Linked DNA regions of Gossypium hirsutum: regions 1 and 3 are each linked to region 2. A link is a contact called in public Hi-C data. All regions are on one chromosome and are shown on one strand. The core of a region is the stretch at or near the end of the contact, and the rest is flanking DNA. Distances in the headings are between cores, read along the strand shown.

Region 1 (2,924 bases), core at 213-2,712, 250 kb before region 2:
CTAAAGTAACGTAAAGAAAATAGCATAAAATAAAAGAAACCCATTTGAGGTTTTGTTACTCATTAATGAAATGAGTTATGTACATAATGACGAAAGAAGGAAATAATCATCTGATAACTGATGAAAGAAAATAAGCCACCTTGGCAGGGTCTGTAGTTGACAGGCAATGACTCAACTTTCGAACAATTAACATACAGCAGTAAAGAACGGCACAACTTTGATACAAGGCTTCTCACATGAGTATAAATGGTCAGACAAATACGAGATCAATAAGCTCTTGAATGTAAGATCCTATAGGTAACTAAAATGATAGACTAAATGGAACTATTTTGATTACAAGGAAGAGTGGAAAAATATAAAAAATAAAAATGGCTGGAGTAACAAATAATCTAACCAAACAAAGTAGTTCATCAACTAATATTGAAGTGTGAAACTATTGTTTGATAAAGGAACTTATGACAAACCACAAAGTTATAGTTTTCTTTAGTTCAAAACCAGAACTTATCTAGCATTAAACGAAGAAACAATTTCCTATTTGTTTGGCAAGGCAACAAACTCCTTAATTAACATACGTATAAACCCTAAAGGTCTGAACCCAATTCAGTCCTCATGGTTGAGAACACACTAGCTAGCAACAAGACTACTGGAAGAGAAAACTTAGAACTTGATTACAAAACTTACAAAATTGTAAGTTTCATAATCCTCAAAACAAAACCAACAAGCTAACGGAGCAGAAAATATTGGTCGAAAGAACATAATAATATAGTTAAAATGCACACTTGAAAAGCCAAATCATATTTCTCAATTAGTATATTTGGAGGAGAGAGGGGGACGGGATTGAACAATTTCATGTTATCTTTTCGTTCTTTCTCCATTTCTATGCAACTGAAGTACCAGAAAGCAAATAGCATGAAATAAAAGCAACCCATTTGAGGTTTTGGGCAATTAACTGAAAATTCAAAGAGACCCAAACTATAACTTTGAATAGAAAGGTTACCTGATAGGAGTAGTGCCCACAACAAGAGCAGAAGCATGAGAATGGCGATAGGAAGAGCTGTTCTTGAGCTTAAGACAGTGTTTTACAAATGGGTTTGAAGTGCTTGTAATGGATTTAACATGGGATGGCAATGCAAATTTCCTTAACCCAGAACCATCAGCATCGTCATCAATATCGTCAAATCTACTGTCAAGAGACTTCCTTTGGAATTGGGTCTTTGTTTTAGGGATTGGAATATTGGAATTCTGATTTAGTAGTTTCAAGTGAGGAGGATAACTAGCTTGTACCCAAAGCTTGTACGAGCATAGCATTCTTTCTCGCTGTCTAATCTATGGAGTCCTTCCAGAAAATACAAATATCTTTGCAGCTAAAAGTAAGAGTGAAAATTTTCCATTAAAATGATGGTAATAGTGAAAAATTATACAGCAGGCCGTAGGGGCTAGGGAGGGGCAGCTTCGGATTGCTATTAAATTTTAAAATCTATTAATATTTTATATTTAAATGTTAATAAAATTTGGTTAAACTGTGTCCTAAGTCCCTTTACTCTTAGTAAATTTAAAATTTAATCTTTATACTTTTATTTCTAAAAATTTAGTTCTTCTACTTTTCAGATTCCAAATTTTTGATCAAACTGTTAATATTGTTAAAATTATTTTGTTAAATTTAAGTTCATTATAATATATATTTTTAGTTGCATAGTTACCAAGTGAGCTTTTTTTTCAAAATATCACATCAATATATTTAACAAAAAGAATAATATTAAAAATTCAAATTGGATTTTGAAATCTAAAAGTAGAGAGACTAAATCTTAAAAATTACAGGGACTTGTGATATATTTTAACTTAAAAATTATTTAAGCTGTGTATTGGCTTTGTTGGTTAAGGCAGAGCTTTTGAGTCTTAACCTGTTCAATTGCTCCATGTGGGTCTCGAATCCTATCATATGCGTATGTCATGTATGTGATTTGTTTGTCATGGGGCTAGAACTTCAATCTTGCAATCCATGTGGCCTTAGATGATTTCTTGGGTTAAAATCCGTCTAAGTCAATTTAACTCTCTCAAAGTAAAAATCATTGATAAAATTCTCCAAGGCATCGAAAATAAAGCGAAAGCAACATGAAACGAAAGAGAACCGAGAGAATTGAAAAGTCATAAGAAAACAATGGACACAAGGTGTTTGATTAAATGCTCTCAATAAATTCTTTAACTCAAGAATGAATGAAGTACCATGAGATGAATACAAATGAGGGGGAAGACCTCTATTTATAGTTAAGCTCCCTCAGATCCAACAATGCAGATCAAATTACATTAACAGTTGAGATTAGTGCCAATCTACAATATGAGAGTTCTAATGGATTTAACTATATACATTTTTATTCGTTATTATTTACAATAATTACCATTGTAACTCTAGTTTTACTAGAGTGTTTCACTAAGCCACCAAGGCTTCTATTAGATGAGTTTCTCCATATGTTCCACGAATCGGGCCAGTTCAAGTGGGTCAAATGAGCCTCATTTAATTAGTTGACCTCCATGAGACATTTCTATACACAATGATTATGGGTTTTGATTCGCAGCCTGTGCTATTCCCCCACTCATTCTCGAGACACCCTCGTCACGTCTTCGGAATGGCACTAGTTTGACTCATTTCAGAACTGCCTCAATGCCTCAATTGATTCTCAACTAGTCTCTCCTTCAGGTAGTTCTGCCCCTTAAAACTTTTTATTTGGCTTTTGTCTCCGTCGTCACTTAACTTATTGTTTTTCTTTTTTGTACATCTCGATCATAAGAGGTCACCATTCTTACTTGCCCCCATCGTGACTTTCCTCGATTAGGATTCTCTTGATCCTTACAAATAGGCTTCACCACCCTCACATTAAACACCAGGTTAACCTTGAGTATTGTCGCTAACTCTGGTTTGTAAGCCC
Region 2 (2,838 bases), core at 206-2,705:
TTAATAATATTTTGATATGAAGAAATAGAAGAATTAATAGAACCAGACATCCATGTTCGTTGCACCTAAAACAAAGTGAAAGCAAATTTTTATACTTTCTTACGTTGTGATGACTTATTTGCAACCGGACATGAGGGTTACAATCTCCAAGGTTCAGGATTTTTCTGCAAATCAAACATCCAAGAGTAGTATGTATTTAGTTTTTGTGACATGACTTATAGTTAGTACAGATGTTTAATTTGTCCATGAAAAGAAAAAAAAACCAAAAATTTATGCTCCAAGAAATTTCCAAAGTAGAATACCAGCATTCTTCCACTAATTTCATGAACAAACTTAATAGTACCCTCTTTAGTTGAAAATTTTGATACCAAAGACAGAAAAATAACAAGAAAAACCATGCAGTCACATGTTGATGTAAACAAATAAAAGCATTGCAGCAGAGAAAATGTGGAATTTCATTTTTTGGATGATTATTTATACTTTAGGATTGAATTAAAAAGTTTTCAATTTTTCGATCGAGAAAATGTGAAATTTCTAGGATACCAATCACCAACTCTTGTGAGTAGTTGCGGTCACGGGTCATAATTCAACCAACCCCTAACCCCTGTGTTTGAGTTTATGTGTGGAAAAAGGCCATGGTGTCCCAAACCAATTGGCCTAAACAACTCGTGATATGTAGAGAGAGAAAATGGAAAGATGTGAACAAGGAAACAGTGAACTAGAAACAAAGAATATAAAGTCACAAGGAATTAGATTGCTTAAGGAATAATGACAAAAAATGCAACAGGGTATTCGGACTCATCGACTGTCATGAAAGTAATGCAATCTCTCGCTCTCTCTTTCTCTCACTCTTTTGGGTCTCCACTCTCTAGTATCATAAGCAGAGCAGGGGAAACATGCAGAGTAGAACAGGATAAAAAAATATGGGAGAATGAGGAAGAGCAAAGCAAGAACCTGACTGGGATTTCAGCAGAACATGCAGAGTAAAAGAGTGACAATTCAACTATCATTAGTAGCCATAGAACAAGCTGTCCCAAATGGCTCCTGTGTGCCACCTTCTCCATCCAGTATTCTTGATGGACTGGAGAACTGTAAATCGAAAAATACAAAACAAAACCATAAAACGCTTTAGAGTTTCAGATGATTTATGATACCCTTAATGCTTTGAGAACTCTCAATGGAACACCAGAAATGGGAAGTGGAAGTGGAAGCGGAAGGGGTTACCAGATTCACCATAGAAGGAAAAGAAATCCAATGAGCTTCACAATGTTAGAAGTTTTGAAACCAAATTGGAGATTTTTGTTTGTTTGTTTTTCTTTTTGGGTTGCACAAGTGTCTGGGGTATCGTTACAAAGATATAGAGGGGGAATCTTAATGGCCTTTTAGTAACGTGCACCAACCATAGTGGCCTTTATACAAGAAAGTCTTCTAATCACAAAACAACGACTCTTTGACTCTTTTAGTATTCACAGCTATTTACCATTCTTAATTTTATAGACTCCCTTTAACTAAAACTTATGCAAATGTTGTAAATGGATTTTATGATAATTTTTAGTCTACAAGTAAAATGTTATTAGAAAAGCCCAAGTTTGAGCTATATTTTATACGTGTATAAAGTTATGCTTGTTTATTTGAACACATAATTTAGAAAGAAAGAAAATCATTGGAAAGGGGCGTAAGATGACAGAAGAAACCTATTCTATTTAGTCCTAACTTAAAAATGTTTCTCCAATAAAATATTTTTAGTTTCTGAAAAATTAATTTATTTATAAATACTTTTATTCGAAAAATATTTTTTCCCTAAATTATTTTTGAGAAGTATTATCAAACTAAACCTTAGATGTAGACATAAGTGCTGCTGATAATAGATTTGTCAAAATCAGGAACAAATAACATGTCCCCGTGACCCAGACGCTTTTTAGAAACAAGGTCACTGAGAAAACAACATATGCACGTATTAAATGTACGTCCGGTGATGTATTTTTATATCTGATTAATTAAATATTTATCCGTTTAGTTTAATTTAAATTAAATGGATAAATATTTATCTATATATTTTTATTTATTTTAATTTTAATTCAAAAATTAATTATCACATTTTTAAATTACATAATTTGTCTATTATTTTCGAATAAATTTAAAAATATTTATTATATATATTATCTTACATATTTAATTAGATAATTAGAAAATTTAAAATTTAGATGAATATTTAATTAGATAATTATCTAATTAATTTAATTTAATTTATTTATATTTTATCTATTTTGAATTTGAACTTTAACATAAATATTTTGAAAATGAATTATGGCATGTTTATGAATAAAAGGTATATTACTTGGAAGAGATAAATTAATAAAAAAAAATTGTTTTCTCAATGAGAATGGCAATTAAGTTTTTCTCCTTTTCTTTGTCATTTTTAGTTATCAATCTATGTATATATTAGTAAAATATTGGGAACAATCGGTTTTTGTATCAGACAACATAAAATTGTAAGAACTTTTACCGTATCTATATATGTATTAGTAAAATATTTTCATAAATTTACTTATAATTTTAAAGTGAAATTCACAAATTCAAAAAATTCATTGATTCTTTTTTAATTCAAAATAACGATGAATTGATTTTTCTAGCATGCGTTAAAACTTTTAATATAAACTACTTATTTTTCAATACATTTTAATTATTTTCACTATCATTATATGTTTTGAGTATTTATAAGATTTGACAACAAAAAAATTTACTTAGAGGAAAATATTATTTTCTTTTATTATATTATTAAACTTACTTGAAATAAATAATATATATTATAAGATCAATTTAAAATTAAATTAAAAA
Region 3 (3,115 bases), core at 293-2,792, 180 kb before region 2:
AATATAGGTGGGAATTAGTCAGATAGAAACCGTAGTGGACATAGAACGACTAAAGTAACGCGCATTGAGAGACAAATGGCTGGATATTATTGTGATTCCTGATAATCAAGCCCCCAATTTTGGTCGGTCCAATAATAATACTTTAATTGACATCCTTTCATGTCATACAGATAACACCAACAGCCATTAGCCATGCAATTACTTGTTCATTTTATATATGATGATATTACAAAATATATTTTTTATACAATAATTTATGTACGCATTTGTATTTGATTTTATCAATATTGGAATTTATTACTTATTATATCTATGAATTTACAATAAAATAGAGATGGAATTTATTCCATAGTAACAGAAGAGTTGGGATTTCGGTGTTTCCTTGTCATTAAATAGACAGGTAGGGTTACTTTCAGAAATCAGGTACGATCCAGTGTTCCACTACCAATAAAATGTTAACCTATTTTATCTTGGGGATAAATGGAATTCAAGTTTTATAAATAAAGTAATAAGTTCAAAATTCTGAAGTCAAGCTTTACTAATTTATTTTTAGGGTTTATCTCTCTAATTTGAAATCCTTTCAGCAGGGTTAGAGTTAAATGCGAAATAATTAATCTTTAAATTCTATTTTTAAGGGTTTGTTACGTTCCAACAGTTAATAATTATAATTTTTGTGATATGTGGACCACATATTTTAAATGTGAAACAAGTTTCTAGGTTAAGATACTATAATTTATGAGTTATAATTGACTCAGCTATCATGTATATGGAGCTTTTCTTGCTTTTATAAAAAAAAAGGAAAGAAGAAGAATGGATTAATAACAATAGATGATGAAGAAAGAGATGGTAAAAGGTAGGAGGGGAGTGACTGACCCAGGAACCATGGGGTAGTTGGAGGAGCCCCATTCACTCTTGATACTGTGAAGGTCAGAATGACAAATCCCACAATACAGCACCTTAAACCTCACATCTTCTTCACCAGTTACCCTGCACTCACCAGTTCATCACAACTCAAAATAAAATCATCATCACCTTTAATCCCTTTGAAATCAGACTAAGTAAATGCTATAAAAGAGAATTATCACAAAGATTAAAATGCAAAAGGCAACATTAAATTAAATTTGATGGAACAACAAGAGTAGAACGAGTTAAGACTTAAGCATGCATCTGTCAGAAAGCTTAAACTGTGAAAATAACCTTCTGGAGAAGGTGAAAGGAGAGAGATGACCAGATGGGTCCCTTGCAGCCCAGCCAAAGGTCTTGACAGGGTGTTCTTCTTCGGGTGACTTTGCCATTTCAGATCCAAGGTTGGTAAGCCAAAGAGAAAATGTTAGTGCTTCTGTACCTGGGTGTTTTGATGGGTAATGATAATAGCAAATGCTTCACTGGTTAGTACTCTTTTGAAGGATTTTGTCTGGTGACACATGACATCACATCTGAGCTCATTGCGGACTAAAAAGCAGAGACTATCAATAAAATTTGATTTTTTATTGGAATATTGCATTTTTCTTTGAATATTATAAAATCTAGGAAGTTCTAAAAGACTTTCCTTCTTTGACATGTATGTAGCCTTATATGGCCTTTTTTTACTTTCGTCTCTTTATTTTTTTGGTTATATAAAATCATCAAATTTTAATTTTAATTTTTTTATTACACTCAAATTTAAGATTTAAAATTAATATCTTTTAACATAATTTGGTATCTAATTACTTAGTTTAAATATTTTATTATAATTAAATTATTTTCGTGGATTTTAAGAATTGTTAATACTATTAAAATTCTCTTTTAAATTTAAATCTATTACAATTACATTTTTGTCACATGACTATCAAATGATTATTTTAAAAAAAATTAGAATGTCACACCAGTGAATTTAATAGAAGAATTTTAACAATATTAATAATTGAATCTAAAATTTTTAATTTTAAAAAATAAAAAGATCAAATTCTAAGGGCACGTTTGGTTAGCTGTAATTAGGGGTGAGCAAAACTCGATTCAACTCGAAAAAATCAAAAAAAAAATTGAATTTCGAGTTAAACGAATCGAGTTATTCGAGTTAATCGAGCTATTCGAATCAACTCGAATATTTTTTTCGAATTTCGAATTCGAATCGAGTTGAGTTTTCGAATTCGATAACTCGAATAATTCGAATAATTCGAATAATTCGAATATCAAACTATAATATTTTACATTTTTACCCCAAACTCCAAAACCTTTTTACTTTTCCCTCAAAACTTTTACTCCTTCCCACTTTCCCCTCAAAACTTTTACTCCCCTCCCAACCCCCCAATCTACCCAAAATCTATTTCCCACCAAAATTTTACTCTCCCATTTATTTTTTCTCAAAGTTTTACTCCAAAAAATCCTCAAAACCTTTTATTTTCCCCCAAAATTTTTACTCTCTCCTACTTTTCCCCTAAAACTTTTATTCCCTTCCTATCCCACCTCCCATCTATCCCAAACCCTCCCCCCTCCAATTTTTTTTTATATTTTCCCTCCAAAATTTTACTCCCCCTATTTACTTTCCCTCAAACTTTTATTCCCCAAAACTTTTTATTTTCCCCCTAAACTTTTACTTCTCACCCTTTACTCTCAAATAAAAAATCAAAATTATCCAAAAAAAATCACTAAACATAAATAGTAATAATTTTATTTATATATACTATTTATATTATTAAATTAAATTTCATATTTTATATTATTTATATTATTGAATTGTTTAGTCATATTGAATATTTATATTAAAATTGAATTATTAATTATGCCATAAAATATTCGTGTTAAAATTTTATATTGATATCAATTTCACATTTTATTTTTAAAATAACTTTTATTAAAAAAATCATATTTTTACATTTAATATATTTTTTAATTCTAAAATACATAGTGACAAGAATCAGAAGATAATTGAAACAACTAAGCAAGCAAAGAAGCTAACCAATATATAAAAAATTAATAAATAAATTATGAAGTGATGAAAGTTAATAAAAAATTTGATTAAGGTGGACAAATTTTATTACGATGGGTGACAATGGTTACAAGGACCCAAAATTATTTTTTAAAATTTAACTCGAACAAATATATTCGATTCGAATTCCATCTCACTCGGCTCGAT

What was found. Hi-C and Micro-C count contacts between places; a contact is called where the count stands out from the background.
Region 1: a contact with region 2 is called in a Hi-C map of leaf, with 2.3 times the contacts expected there. The contact joins the promoter of LOC107913380 here to the promoter of LOC107947221 in region 2. A contact is called at or near these places in 5 of 34 Hi-C or Micro-C datasets (leaf and petal).
Region 3: a contact with region 2 is called in a Hi-C map of leaf, with 1.9 times the contacts expected there. The contact joins the promoter of LOC107947223 here to the promoter of LOC107947221 in region 2. A contact is called at or near these places in 6 of 34 Hi-C or Micro-C datasets (callus, leaf and petal).

Annotation. Positions count from the first base shown.
Region 1 is chrD11:31,608,087-31,611,010 of Gossypium_hirsutum_v2.1, reverse strand. It overlaps LOC107913380, which reads right to left and starts at 1,462. Exons shown (of 4, transcript XM_016841948.2): 1 at 998-1,462. The coding sequence starts at 1,308.
Region 2 is chrD11:31,353,592-31,356,429 of Gossypium_hirsutum_v2.1, reverse strand. It overlaps LOC107947221 (rhamnogalacturonate lyase B), which reads right to left and starts at 1,455. Exons shown (of 16, transcript XM_041104038.1): 1 at 1,225-1,455; 2 at 955-1,089; 3 at 104-164. The coding sequence starts at 1,064.
Region 3 is chrD11:31,531,938-31,535,052 of Gossypium_hirsutum_v2.1, reverse strand. It overlaps LOC107947223 (probable mannitol dehydrogenase), which reads right to left and starts at 1,542. Exons shown (of 6, transcript XM_016881798.2): 1 at 1,198-1,542; 2 at 874-987. The coding sequence starts at 1,295.